Linked DNA regions of Mus musculus: all the other regions are linked to region 2. The links are chromatin contacts, called in public promoter capture Hi-C maps. All regions are on one chromosome and are shown on one strand. Each heading gives the region's core, a stretch centred on a gene start, on an enhancer-like site or on the middle of the called end of the contact. The rest is flanking DNA. Distances are from core to core; before and after follow the strand shown. Region 1 holds the start of A230020J21Rik (RIKEN cDNA A230020J21 gene). Region 2 holds the start of Rab3gap2 (RAB3 GTPase activating protein subunit 2). Region 3 holds the start of A130010J15Rik (RIKEN cDNA A130010J15 gene).

What was found. Promoter capture Hi-C pulls out the DNA fragments that hold promoters and counts their contacts.
Region 1: a contact with region 2 is called in a promoter capture Hi-C map of pre-B cells. The contact joins the promoter of A230020J21Rik here to the promoter of Rab3gap2 in region 2. A contact is called at or near these places in 1 of 39 promoter capture datasets (pre-B cells) and 1 of 484 Hi-C or Micro-C datasets (CD4 T cells).
Region 3: a promoter capture Hi-C map of pre-B cells shows a contact between it and region 2, with 3 times the contacts expected there. The contact joins the promoter of A130010J15Rik here to the promoter of Rab3gap2 in region 2. A contact is called at or near these places in 1 of 39 promoter capture datasets (pre-B cells) and 1 of 484 Hi-C or Micro-C datasets (B cells).

What each region holds. Positions count from the first base shown.
Region 1 is chr1:191,023,703-191,027,952 of GRCm38.p6, forward strand. A230020J21Rik (RIKEN cDNA A230020J21 gene) reads left to right here and starts at 1,649. Exons shown (of 2, transcript NR_027298.1): 1 at 1,649-2,867. Flvcr1 (feline leukemia virus subgroup C cellular receptor 1) reads right to left here and starts at 2,488. Exons shown (of 10, transcript NM_001081259.1): 1 at 1,675-2,488. The coding sequence starts at 2,391.
Region 2 is chr1:185,202,735-185,206,574 of GRCm38.p6, forward strand. Rab3gap2 (RAB3 GTPase activating protein subunit 2) reads left to right here and starts at 1,434. Exons shown (of 35, transcript NM_001163754.1): 1 at 1,434-1,619. The coding sequence starts at 1,508.
Region 3 is chr1:193,170,760-193,175,175 of GRCm38.p6, forward strand. A130010J15Rik (RIKEN cDNA A130010J15 gene) reads left to right here and starts at 2,818. Exons shown (of 2, transcript NM_181048.3): 1 at 2,818-3,021; 2 at 3,486-4,416. The coding sequence starts at 3,583. The coding sequence ends at 4,374. It overlaps Irf6 (interferon regulatory factor 6), which reads left to right. Exons shown (of 8, transcript NM_016851.2): 8 at 1-1,277.

The sequences.
Region 1 (4,250 bases), core at 399-2,898, 5.8 Mb after region 2:
CTGCTGCTGAATATTATTATGCATGATCATTCCATAAATGAAGCTGAAAATGTGTTTTGGTGATATTGAACAACTGTACAGTTATAGAGGTCAAGAAAGGAGTGAGACTACCTCAAGTGAATATAGGAAGCTCCAGATATGTGCTGAGAAGAGCGAAGTCCACCTATAAGTAAATATTTCCACTTATTATCCATAAAATTAATACTTCATAAATATGGAGTTGATATTTTTGTTATGCTTAATGAAGCATTTACCTCGAAAACAATTCAGAACCAAAAAAATACCTTTTAAAAAACATCTGCTATCTAAACATAAAGAAACAACCGGGGGCTGGTGAGATGGCTCAGTGGGTAAGAGCACCCGACTGCTCTTCCGAAGGTCCAGAGTTCAAATCCCAGCAACCACATGGTGGCTCATAACCATCCGTAACAAGATCTGACTCCCTCTTCTGGTGTGTCTGAAGACAGCTACAGTGTACTTACATATAATAATAAATAAATCTTAAAAAAAAAAAAAGAAACAACCAATCAATGTATCAGTAATAAATTGTTTTTGATACATAGCAATTAAGTGACTTAGAAAAAGAAAGTAACTAATAAAATAGGCACACATATTTAGTCTCTTGGGGTATTTTAAACCATGATCTTGACCCAAGTGAGACTTGAAGTAAGAAAGTAACATTTTCTAGTTACATGGCGGCAGGTAACAATATATGTATAGAAAGGATTATAGATTTTTTTTTTAAACTAGATTTCCTTCAACTGAATGAATACTAAGCATCTTTTAAAATGTGACATTTACAGTGGTGACAAAAACATCAGGTGTCACAAGTGCCCTCTAGCAAAATTTTAAGTTACAATAACAAGCCTAAAATTAACAAATGCAAACATAATATTGTGGTGACTCATGGTGGTGTTTGGGAGCCTGAAGCAAGATTGTCAAGTTTGAGGCCAGCCAGGGGGACACTGTGATTTCCAGACCAGCCTGCCCTACACAGTGGAAGAGACCGTTTTAAATAAATAAATCACATACAAAAACCTTTTACCTACTATTATTTCTGTTATTCTAGTGGCATTTGAATTTATGATGGTAGAAAAAAACAAGATCATTTCTTAAGGAAGCCTTGACTTATCCCACTAACCATTCTTGATCAGTGATTTGCCTTCCACTGTCTCACGGTTAAGAACTAATAGCTGGACTCAGTAATACTGCCAAGTCTTTATCACCGGAGCATTTATTGAACATTCACTTATACGTGACCAGTAGGTGCCAAGCTGGGCTGACTACTAATACTAATACAATTAAATCAGGGCTGTTCCAAGGACATTTAACATGGAAACAAACTTTCCAGATCTCAAGACCTTTCTTCTGCAGTGGCGACAAAAACACCTGAGATCTCTTTTACCGCCAGTTTCCAAGCGTGCCCGTGTGTGCGCCTGTGTGTAGGCCAGAGGGCAACCTCGGTGTCCTTTCTCAGGAGCTGTCCTCCTCACCTGTCAGTGCTGGCTGGGAATACACCCTGGAGCCACCGTGCCAGGCTTTTCTCGTGGTGCTGGAGCCCAGTCTTCACGCTTCTATAGTATGCACTTTACCCACAGACCGTTGCCCCAGCCCGGCCTATGACTTCCTACCAGCCTGAAAGGATCCCAGTTATCTAGACGTTCCAGTCTTTACCTGATTGCCCAGCACTGCTGTGGCACAAGCCGTCGACACCTCCTTGGGTCCAAACCATACCGAGGCGACGGGGGAGGGCAAGCCCAGGATGAAGACCTGGGCCACGGAGCACAGGATCTGCCCCAGCATGGTGACCCAGAAGAGGTGCCGCTGCACGCTGCCGCACTTGACCCAGGCTCCCAGGCAGTTGAGGCCGGAGCCCAGCAGCGCCGTGAGCCGCAGGCCTCGCGTGTCCAGCAGCCAGGTGGCCGGGAAGATGAGGGGCACGTAGGCCACCATGTACACCATGGACAGCCAGTTGATGTGCAGCGGCGACACCTCGTAGAAGTCCTCGAACACGTTGCTGATGCTGCTGTACTGGATCCACTGGAAGGCGTTCACCAGCGAGTAAAGGCTGAAGATGAGCAGCACCACGAAGCGCCTCGGCGACAGCGCTGTGCGCGGGGGACACGCGGGGCATGGGACGTCCTCCCCGTCGCCCGCGGGCAACAGCCGGGCCTGGGTCTCCTCCTCCGCCGCTATCAGGGCTTGCGGCCCGCCCTGGGCTCCCGCGATCAGCGGGCCGAGCCCGGGGCCTCCGTTCAGCGCCTCAGGCCCGTTTTGCGGTACCAAGCGCGCCTCCCCGTCCGGGGCGCCCTTGGGCACTGGAAGGTATCCCTTCCCCAGCGGGTGCCCGGGCGCCACGGCCGGCCCCACCTCGTCATCGGGCCGCGCCATGCCTCCCGGCTCCCCGCCCCGCCGCCCCTTAGTGCTCCTCGCCGGCTCCTAGGTCCCACCCGGTTCAGCGCGCTCGCCTGCGCCGCTTGCTGACTAAGTGAAGCAGAGCTCACCGCGCCTGGCTCTTGCCGGCAGTCCCCGCCCCCAGGGCATCTCGTATCGCGTAGTGCGACCCTCCATCCAATCATTGAGCGTTTCGGAAGTCCAGAAAACCAATCGGGGAGTTGCCGAGAAGAGGGGCGGGGTCAAGCTTGTGAAGATGTAAGAGGAGCCCAAGGCAGGCGTTCTCTACGCTGTGGTTTGCTGGAGCTGCCAGGCCTTTCTCTGCGCTCGCTCCGCAGCGTTTAGCCTCAGGTTATCTTGGAAGGAGAGCGCCAGAAAGCATTTCCGTCCGCCCAAAGAAAGAGGCTTCCTCAGAAGCAGGCCTTTGCGTTGATTGAGCTGAGCGGCTCCATCCACGCAGAGGACTGAAGGAGGTAATGGACAGGTGCAGCCCCTGCCTGCCTCCTGTACCCCACCAGTAACCAAAGTCTGTGCATAAGCTAACCGTGTACTTGCACATCCCGGGACCGGATGAGGGCAGAGCTCCGGAAGCATCAGGGTCCTACTGGGCCTTAGACAAAGTCAGCCTGCTACCCTTTGGGAAGCTGTGCGTGCAAACACGGGGTGCCAGGACTTAAGATTTACTCACTCTCTCTCCCTCTGATCCTCCTTTTTAGACAGGGTGTCACCCGGGACTCTGTAGGCAGGTTGACCCGAATTCATGGAAATCCACCTATCTCTGCTTCCTGAGTGTTGGAATGACTCTGGCGCTAATGAGCTCACAGTGGCTGCAGGGGACCTGCAGAAGACCAAGCCCATAAACCTTTAGTCATGGGGAGATAGGAGAACTATTAACAGTTTGAGGGTGCAGAGGGACAAGGCATTGTCTATGGTGATACAGCCGCTGGGGAGTTCCCCATGCTGTGAATAGCTCCACAAAGTATTTTGTAAATTAATTCATTTCTTTAGGAAAAGTGAGGCTCGTATAGAGCGAGACTGTTCAGGGGGTAACGTCTCTTTCTGACAACCCGGCAAACCTGAGTTCAGTTCTTCAGCACCCGCAGAGTTGTTCTCTGACCATCACACAGGTGCCCTCCCCAACAAACACACTATGTTAAGAAAAGAAGGGAAACCCTGTAAGTTCTTCCCAGCACGGCTTTGTAGATGTTCCTTTGGAGGTTGTTTTAGATTATTGAGTAACTGAATTAGATTATTGAGTCTCTGAAAAAAAAAAAAAAACTAAATGAGGAACCCAATGGACTTAATCTGCGCTCAAAACGTTTATTTTGTGAATTTATAAAAATATGAATTGTGTTTTTAATGCTCAACAAAATTTATCTTAAGTATTCAGAGATGTTAATGGTCTCATGGACTGTGGAGCCTGTGAAGGCTCCTAAACAAACAAATAAACAAACAAACATGCTCAAGCTGAGCACACGCCTGTAGTCCCAGTTATTTGGAGGCGAAGGCAGAAGAATCATCCAGGCCCACAGATTTAAAGGGAACCTGGCAGCCTGGCCAACAAAACAGGATTGCATTGGAGACTTTTGTTTACTTGTTTTTCTTTTACTTATTTTTGTTTTGTTTTCCATATGGAATCTCAAATAACCTAGACTGGCCTTAAACTAAGGAGCTCACTATGGAGCAGAGAATAACCTTGAACTCCTGCTCCTCCTGCCTCAGCCTCCCAAGTACTGAGATTGCAGGCATGTGCCATCAGGTTCAGTGTTAGGCAGTGTTGAAGGCAAACCCAAGACTTCTTGCATACCAGAGAGCCACTCTGCCGCCTGAGCTACATCTCCAGCCCAAACTGTTTT
Region 2 (3,840 bases), core at 184-2,683:
AAGAAAAAAAAGAAAGTAAGCTAAATGGGTTTCAAGAGCTTCATCAGAGACAGAGCAATTTTTTTTTTCATTTACAAAATTAGGATAACACATTCTTTTGAAGTCAGCCATGGTACAGTACACACATATAATCCCAGTGCTTGGACATTGAGGGGAATTGAAGGTTTGAGGCTAACCTGGACTACATGGCTAGACCTTATCTCAAACAATCAAAGAAACAAGACTCCTTGAAGATATTTATGACAGTCTAACTGGGCAAGATATGGAAATGTACTTTCAAATCCAAGTAAAAGACTCAGGTTGGTCTTTAATTTATGTGTATATACTTCAGTAAGTATTTATCAAGGACTCAACTGGGTGCCAGATCCCATGCTAGAGACCAGGTATTTAAGGGGTTAAACGGATCCCCAGTCCTCCAGGAGTCTATAAGGATGGTGCTTTCCTTATCCAAAACCCAAAGGAAAAGTACAGGGTCAGTCTCCCCAGCTCTGTTCTGCCGTGCTGTTTTGTTGTTCTTTCCCGCCTAGCATTCTCTCAGTTTTAGTTAGCTGAGTAAGTAATTGCTTCACTTGGCCTGTGTTAGTCACTAGCTTTTTAGTTCCGTAGGAATGTGTCCCTTTCTGTTCCGAAGCTCTGTGCCTAGAGTGTGGCTGGCACGGAAAACACTAACAAATACTTGTTGGGCGGTTAGATGAACAAACGGATGAAAAGGCAAACGGACGATTACAGAGCACCATTCAATACTGCGCTGGTCCTGTTACTACATCGGGCTTTCACAGAACCGTGGCAACTTATAGATAGGAGTATTTATTTAATACGAGCCCTTAAGGAGCTGCTTTCCATCGCTTTGTTACTTGAGACACTGTTTTTGCATTGTAGCCCAGGATAGTGGCTTCAACAGCCAGAAATTCACCTGCCTCAGACTGAGGTAGGAAGGATTACAGGCATAGGCGCCGCAGACTCTTTTGGGAGTTGGGGTATAGGTGCTGAGGATAGCCTTCCACATTAAAAAAAAAAAAAACAAAAGCACAAACAAAATTACGAAGTTCTCAGGCACCTGCCCACACTCAGCTTAAACCGCCTGATCTGCGAACGATCTAGGTCGTGTCCGTAGAAGCACACCAACAAGATTGTTTGGGTGACTCAATGGCCCCCGCAAAGTTCAATTAGATCACCTTTGGAGGAAGGCCAGAATGACGGGACAAGCTCGCCCAAGAAAGAATGCGGCCAGGCTCCACGTCTAACTCTCCGCCACAAGACCGCGAGTCACGTGTCCGAAGCTGCACCCTCCCTCGGCTCCCGCTCGGCCCGCGCACGCGCAGCTTCGGGGCGTCCCGCGCATGCGTAGCACCCTCCCCTCGCGAGGAGTGCTGACAGCTTCCGGTCTGGCGTCCCCGCCCCCCCAGGGTAGCTGAAGCTTTCGGGGCTCCGTGCTGTCAGCCTTCGGGTGGAGTGGCCCGGGCGTGGCTAGGGACCACGAGCCCCGCGAGGCGGGGTCCCTGCAGCCATGGCCTGCTCCATCGTCCAGTTCTGCTCCTTCCAGGACCTGCAGTCCGCGCGCGACTTCCTATTCCCTCACCTGCGGGAGGAGACCCCCGGCGCCCTGAAGAGGGACCCGAGTAAGTGTCCCGGCGACCGGGACGCGGCTGCAAGCCTCCCTTCCCTCGGCGTCCCGTCTCTCTCAGCCTCAGCCTTTTGCGTCTCCTGTCCTGTCGCCTGTCTGTCACCGCTCCCCACCCCCTCCTTCCCAGTCCCAGCTCCACGTCTTCTCCCTATGCACACCACCTGCTCAGAGATAGCATCCTCCGTCCCAGTCCCTGCCTAATGTCAGCCCTCCACCCTGTGCTTGTTCCAACTCCCATCCTTCTCCATTTCTGGCACTGTATGTAGCCTTTGCTCTGCCCCTTCAAGAGGTGCTTAGCATCCCCACCCTCTTCCATCTCTTTTCTGTCATTCAGATTTACGGAATAAATGGCCGATTGGCAAGTGAAGGGTTTTTAAGGTGGTGAGTAAACTGCCAAGTAAGAAAAGTAACCTCTTAGGAAGTGAGGAGAATCCAGGGTAGGAACTAAAATTACAGCCACATGGTCGAGAAAAGTTAATTGGCGTCTATTGAGGTGAGAAACAGCGCCTGTTATTACCATCAAACAACGTTAACAAGCCCTACTTCATGAATATAAATCCCAAAGCTGCTTACTAAATGCTGCGTATTACCTGAGGATTTTATTATATGCTCCTTTATTTCTCCTTTTGAAAGAGGGTATCTTACTCTGCTTTCTTTATTTTTAATATGAAAATCACTTTGCTCTGTAGACCCAGTAATAATTTTTAAAAAACCACTCTCCTTTTCACTATTTAGAAGCTATCCCAGGGCACTAGGGAGATTCTGCTTCCTAGTAGGGTCTGTCTGAAAAGTAATGTTTGAAAATATCAAATATGGGAGGAACTAGGGATGAATAGTTTGTACCAGTCATTGCTGCTCCCTACCACTTAAGTTTGGTAGTTTCCGTCTGGTAGCACTATGATTCACTGGTAATGTCACGTGTGAGTGAGGGTGCTCTAACATGATAGATGGCTTGACAGGCGCGTGTGTTGAGAGAGAAAGAAGGCCATATCTGAAATGCTTGTGGAGACGTCCAACACTTGGTATGGCAGCTGGAGTCAAGGTGATAATTAGTTAAGGGTGAAGTGTGGTTTCAGTCTATAGAATGCTAACTGTTGTGTCGTGGACTCGCTACTGACGAGAACCTTAGGAAGAGACTGAAGTTGGGGAGTCTTGTAAGGGTTCTTGGGGAGATGGGAGAGAGGGGCACCAGGTGATGGAAATGTCTCAGAAGCTGAAGGAGAGAATCTGACCCTGGTGAGGGGTGGTCAGCAGTTTGGGAAATGTGGCAGAGGTCAGATAGCAGTGGTTTGGGGACGATGACAGCCACTGGGACCCTAGTGCCATTTCAGTGGCACAGTGGCCAGAAGTGTGGGTGTAGGGCCTTGGGGGAATTGGAAAGGGGAAAGTGAGGAAGGTTGTGTGGGACAACAGACGTGGGGTGAGAAACGGGATGTAGAGAAGAGGGGCACGCTTAGATTCTTCTAATTAGATTTCAACAATAGTCCTGGTAAGCTTCAGGGGGTGTGTGTGTGTTCTCACATTCTCCTTATAATCCATAGAGGGGTTTTTGTTGTTTTTTTTTTTTTTTTTAATTATACTTAAACTTAAACATCAATCATTCTGGGCCAGTGAGAAGGCTCAGCAGGTAATAGCTTACTTCTAACCCTGACTACCTGGGTTTAATCTGAAGTACCCACATGATGGAAGGAGGGTACTGACTCCTGCTAGCTCCCCTCATCCCTACACATATACTGTGACACAGACGTGTGTTGTGCTACACACACACACACACACACACACACACCCTAAATGTTTTTAAAAACTACAATCCCTGCATGGGTTCTAAGACCTTTCCTTTGCTGCCTCCCTGCCCATTGGTTTTGAGACGGAGCCTGGGACTTACTATGAGCCCAGGCTGTCCTCGATCCTCCTCTCTTGTCCAGCCTCCTGAAGGCTGGAGTGCAGGTCCAGCCACGCTTACCTGTGCCTGAGTCCTCTGCTCTTGCTGTTGACTGTGCCTGGGACGTTCTTTGCAGATTTCTGCGTGCTGGTCACATCTTTGAGTATCAGCTTAAATGTCAGCCCCTCACAGCAGCCTTTTCTGACCACCCACTAGCCCCCCTGCTCCAGCTTCTTATTCTCAAACATAGCATCGTGCTTTGTCACTATCTCTGCGCTGTCCGTGTGGTGCCTCGGGACTTAGTCTGACTTTTGAGGCCTTCAAATGTGGCCAT
Region 3 (4,416 bases), core at 1,568-4,067, 8.0 Mb after region 2:
AGTCTGCTGCCCTTACACTAAAGGTAGCACCTTTTGCTTTTCTAGCCACTGAAAGTTGGGATGCATTTAAAGTCTAACAGCTCAACCTAATTTTGGTGGCAGTGAGACTTACTTAGGATGCTTAAGATTTGGTTTAAAGTTCTCTTAGAGATTATTAAAAGGAGGACCAAGAGAAATCTGGGTGAGTTAGGAAAGGCAGGTGTCTCTGTGAATAAGAGCAAAGTATAATTTTATACACATGGCCATAGTATGAACATGTCAGAGTAAAACTCTTTGTATGCTAACTAAAAATGTTTAAAGAGAAGTTTAGGTAGAAGTTTAAAAGTTAGGCTTTTATAGACCAGGAATCATGCAAGGCTAGGGACTTTATTCTTTTTTGGAGGAATGAGTAGCATCATTTGGTGAGATGAAGTGAGGGAGTCTTGATGTGTGGATGCTCCATCTGGAAGCTCAGAGTTAAAAGTAACCCATTACAGAGAAAGTGGGAGGGTAGCTGTGGAATAGGGGACATTTCCTTTCCCTTCTGTGACAAGTCAGCAGGCTATGAGGAATGTCCAGACAACAGGATCTGGTAAAGAATGTTGAAAAATATGTTCTGAGGGCTATGGATTGAGTTATTAGTGTGTGACCATAATGAAAAATTGACAAATATGTTGGGACAATGCATGATTTTGTGTGGTCCTATCTAGGCAGTCCAGTTTCTTGTCTTGCATCTTTTTCGGAATGCTGGGAGCACACACTACATGCAGGATCTTCTCTTGTCATATTCAGTAAGCTTTCTCTGGTTTTAGTAGATACCAAGTCCCCAGGAGCTCTAAGTTTCCCAATGCTCCCATTCACTCTCCAGCTGTCTTCTTCCTGCCTTCATTTGAAGACTCAGAAGGGAGGAGGATTTCCCCCAGTTCCTCCTTTTCCTTACTGTGCACTCCAGATTAACTCCAATGTTAAAAGAACCACTACAGATAAACCCTGAAGGCAGATGCTGAATCTCATCTCCTCTCCACAGTTCTCAGTTGTATGTTCATGTAGCATCTTAAACTTTAAGAGTAACTGTGTCGTTTGTAAATTGCTCCGCATCTATGTTCTGCTTGACTGACTGCCAACTTGGAAAGTCAAAACTGTTTGTCTTAGATTTATTGCCAGGTCTTTAGCAGTGTCTGATACAGTGTGTTCTAAGATATTTGTGCTGTAATAAATGACCTACGTCTTTCAATTTGGAGATTTATTGCTAACTATCATGAGAACGTAAAATAAACTTGGGAAGAAAAAAATATAAAGCTAGAGTACTGGTTCTATCAATTTTTAGTACTGACTCCCCCTGAGCTGAGAACCTAAGTTAGACTGGCAGGCCCTACAAACTGATCCTCCTTACATACTGTCTGTCTGTCTTTAACACACTGCTGGTCCTTTTTGGTATGAAGGTACCAGCATAGCACCACTGTAAAACCTCCAGTCTGGGTCTCCATTTTGCTGCCCATAACTTGGGGCCATTTGTCCAGGCTAGAGTTTTCTTAAGATTTCCTTCACAGAAGATATAGGCAAATTCCTTATGTCAACATTTGACCTTCCTATCTGCTGTAAGACTTCTCTGGAGAAAGGAACAAGGCACTTTCTAAGGTCCTAATGGCAGATGAGGGTACAGTTCCACCGAAGTTCAATCTGGGGTACCAAGGAGTCCATTAGGTTTACTTACAAAGCAGTGGGTCAGAGGTTATGGTCAGGGGCATGGGTGGCCTTGAAGCGGCCAGTAAGGATGTTAACTCACCTTTGGCTTCCTAGATGGTGTTCCCCTCCTTAGTTTTGCCCATCCTCCTTGAGGTATAGATAACTCCTTGAGGTATCATTCAATTAGGGTAGACTCTAACCTCAGAACTTCCGAGGCTGAGGCAGGAGGATTGTCATGTTTGAGGAATACATAGCAAGACATTGTCTCAACAAACAAATCCCCACCACAACAGTGTGGCTGTAGAGATGAGACCTGCTTTTTCTCCCAAAGATTTGAATTCCGTTCCCAAAGCCCGTGTTAGGCAGCTCACAATATTTTTAACTTATTCAGCTCCAGGTGACCCTACTCCCTTTTCTGGCTTCCTGGGCACCTGCACAAACTTATGAATGGAAATAAAAATCAATCTTTTAAAATAAGATGATCAGCAAACTGGACTCTCGGGCTTTGAGCTCCATGAAGAAGGTACAATGCAGTACCTCGGCACACTGAGAGTGAATACTCAGGCTGCAGACATACAGTTAGTAGTGTTTGGCACGCGTGAATTCCAGAGCTCAATCCCCAACGCGGCATAAACCAGAGAACGAGAAGTCCCGTTCCGGGCCAGCCCCTGCAACACATAGTACAACAGTACTGGCTCAGCAGTTAATGGCACTTGCTCAGCAGGCTGGCTTCCTGAGTTCAGTACCTCGGACCCTCTTACAAGGTGGAAGCGAGAGCTGACAGGGCGCCATTGTGCACGCCCACACAATAAGGCGATTTTTAAAAAAGGAGTGAATATGCATGGCCTTGGCATACCTGTCAAGTTCAGAATTTAGGTACATTAAAAAAATAATAATACAAAATAAAGCTTTACAGCATTGCCCACAGGAGAGGTGTCCCTTATTCCGCGGACTGACAACTGGCGGTCCCAGCGGCTTCTCCCCCACTTCCACTTCCGCCTCGCAAGGCCCGCCCGCAGGGGCTCTACCGGAAGGGGCGGGTCTAAGGTGGCTTTACCTCCCACTCCGTCCGCAGCCTCTTCAAAGGTTCTGGCTTGCGTTTGCTTTTCAAATGACGTCACGGAAAGGCGGAGTAAGCCAGTGCGCATGCACGTCAGGCTGTCTTTCCCTGGGCTTCTGCACACACTGTCGGGTTTTCACAGTACCGAGTGTGGGGCGTGGGAGGGCACTACGCCGCTGGCGGGCAGGCGGAAGGGCTTCCTGCGCCCCCGAACCTGCGGCGGAAATGCTAGCCGAGTGTCTTGAGGCAGAGCGCTTCCTTTTGTAACTAGTCTACCACCGCGTAGGCACGTGTGGGTAGGTGTGGCGGTGGGAGCGTGCCTTCCTAGAAGGGAAGAGGGTCCAGCAAGTGTTAAACTGGCTCGTGCCCCAGTTCTAGCGGCTTCTCTTACCTGAGTGTCGCAGGGTGAGGCGGTGATTACTCCGCGTTGTAGCTTATGCTGGTTTGATCAGGCTGCTGTGAGCGCTCTGTGGAGATCTGTCTGAGGAGCTGGCAATGGAGAGCTTACAGGCGCTGAAGTTTAGAGCCCAGAGTTCTGTCCCAGTTGGACAGTTTTGGGAGAAGTGGTAACTTTTGCTGTAAGGTTTGAATCCCAGAGCATAAATTGCACCAGGTAAAAGTTAGAATCGAAGCCAGAGACAATGTAAATGTGACTAGAAGGACGATTTCGTAAACTTAAGTCTGCCAGAGAAATGGGGTGCAGCATTGGTGACCCCATCTTGACAGTATTAACGATTTCCCCCTACCATATTGTTTCTAGGATCTTTCTCAAGTGCTGGGAGCTGAACTGTGTGTGGCCCAGGGAAAGGAACTGTGGCTAGCTAAGGAGGCCATATGTCATGTAACTTCCAGATCTTATGTCAACACCAAGCCCTCAGCTGCTGGTGGCAGCTGCTCAGCAGACTCTGGGCATGGGCAAGAGAAAATGCCCACCTCGAGCTACCTGCCTTCACCTGGCAGGAGAGGTGCTGGCTGTGGCCCGCGGGCTGAAGCCAGCTGTACTCTATGATTGCAACTCTGCAGGAGTATTGGCGCTCCAAAGTTATCTGGAGGAACTACAGGGGCTGGGCTTCCTGGAGCCAGGACTTCACATTCTTGAGATTGGAGAGAATAACTTTATTGTCAGTCCTGAGTATGCCTGTCAGCATTTGGAACAGACACTGCTTGGTACTGTAGCTTTCGTGGACGTTTCCCGCTCCCAACCTCATCCTTCTGTCCGGTCGGTGGACCAGCTCCCGGACTTGAAATCTCTCATAGCTGACGTCATCACACGTTTTCGAGGACTTAAGAAAGATGTGTCTCAGGGAGTCTCCTACACCAGGCTACATTCCTCAGACTGGAATCTCTGCACTGTATTTGGGATACTCCTGGGATATCCAGTCTCTTACACATTTGACCTGAACCGTGAAGATGACAACTGCTTAACCATGACTCCCCTGCGGGTGTTTACTGCCCGGATTTCGTGGCTGCCTGGTCAACCATCAATTCTGCTGTACTCCTTTAGTGTTCCAGAGAGTTTGTTCCCAGCCCTGAAAAACTTTCTAAGTGCCTGGGAGAAGGAACTCAGAACCCGATTTAGGGCTCAGAATGCCTTTGCTGACCTCAGCATCTCCTCTGAGGTGGTCACACTTCCTGCTGTGGCCCTCTGAGTTAACTCTGTCCGTTGAGAAGGTATCAATGAATGTCAATTA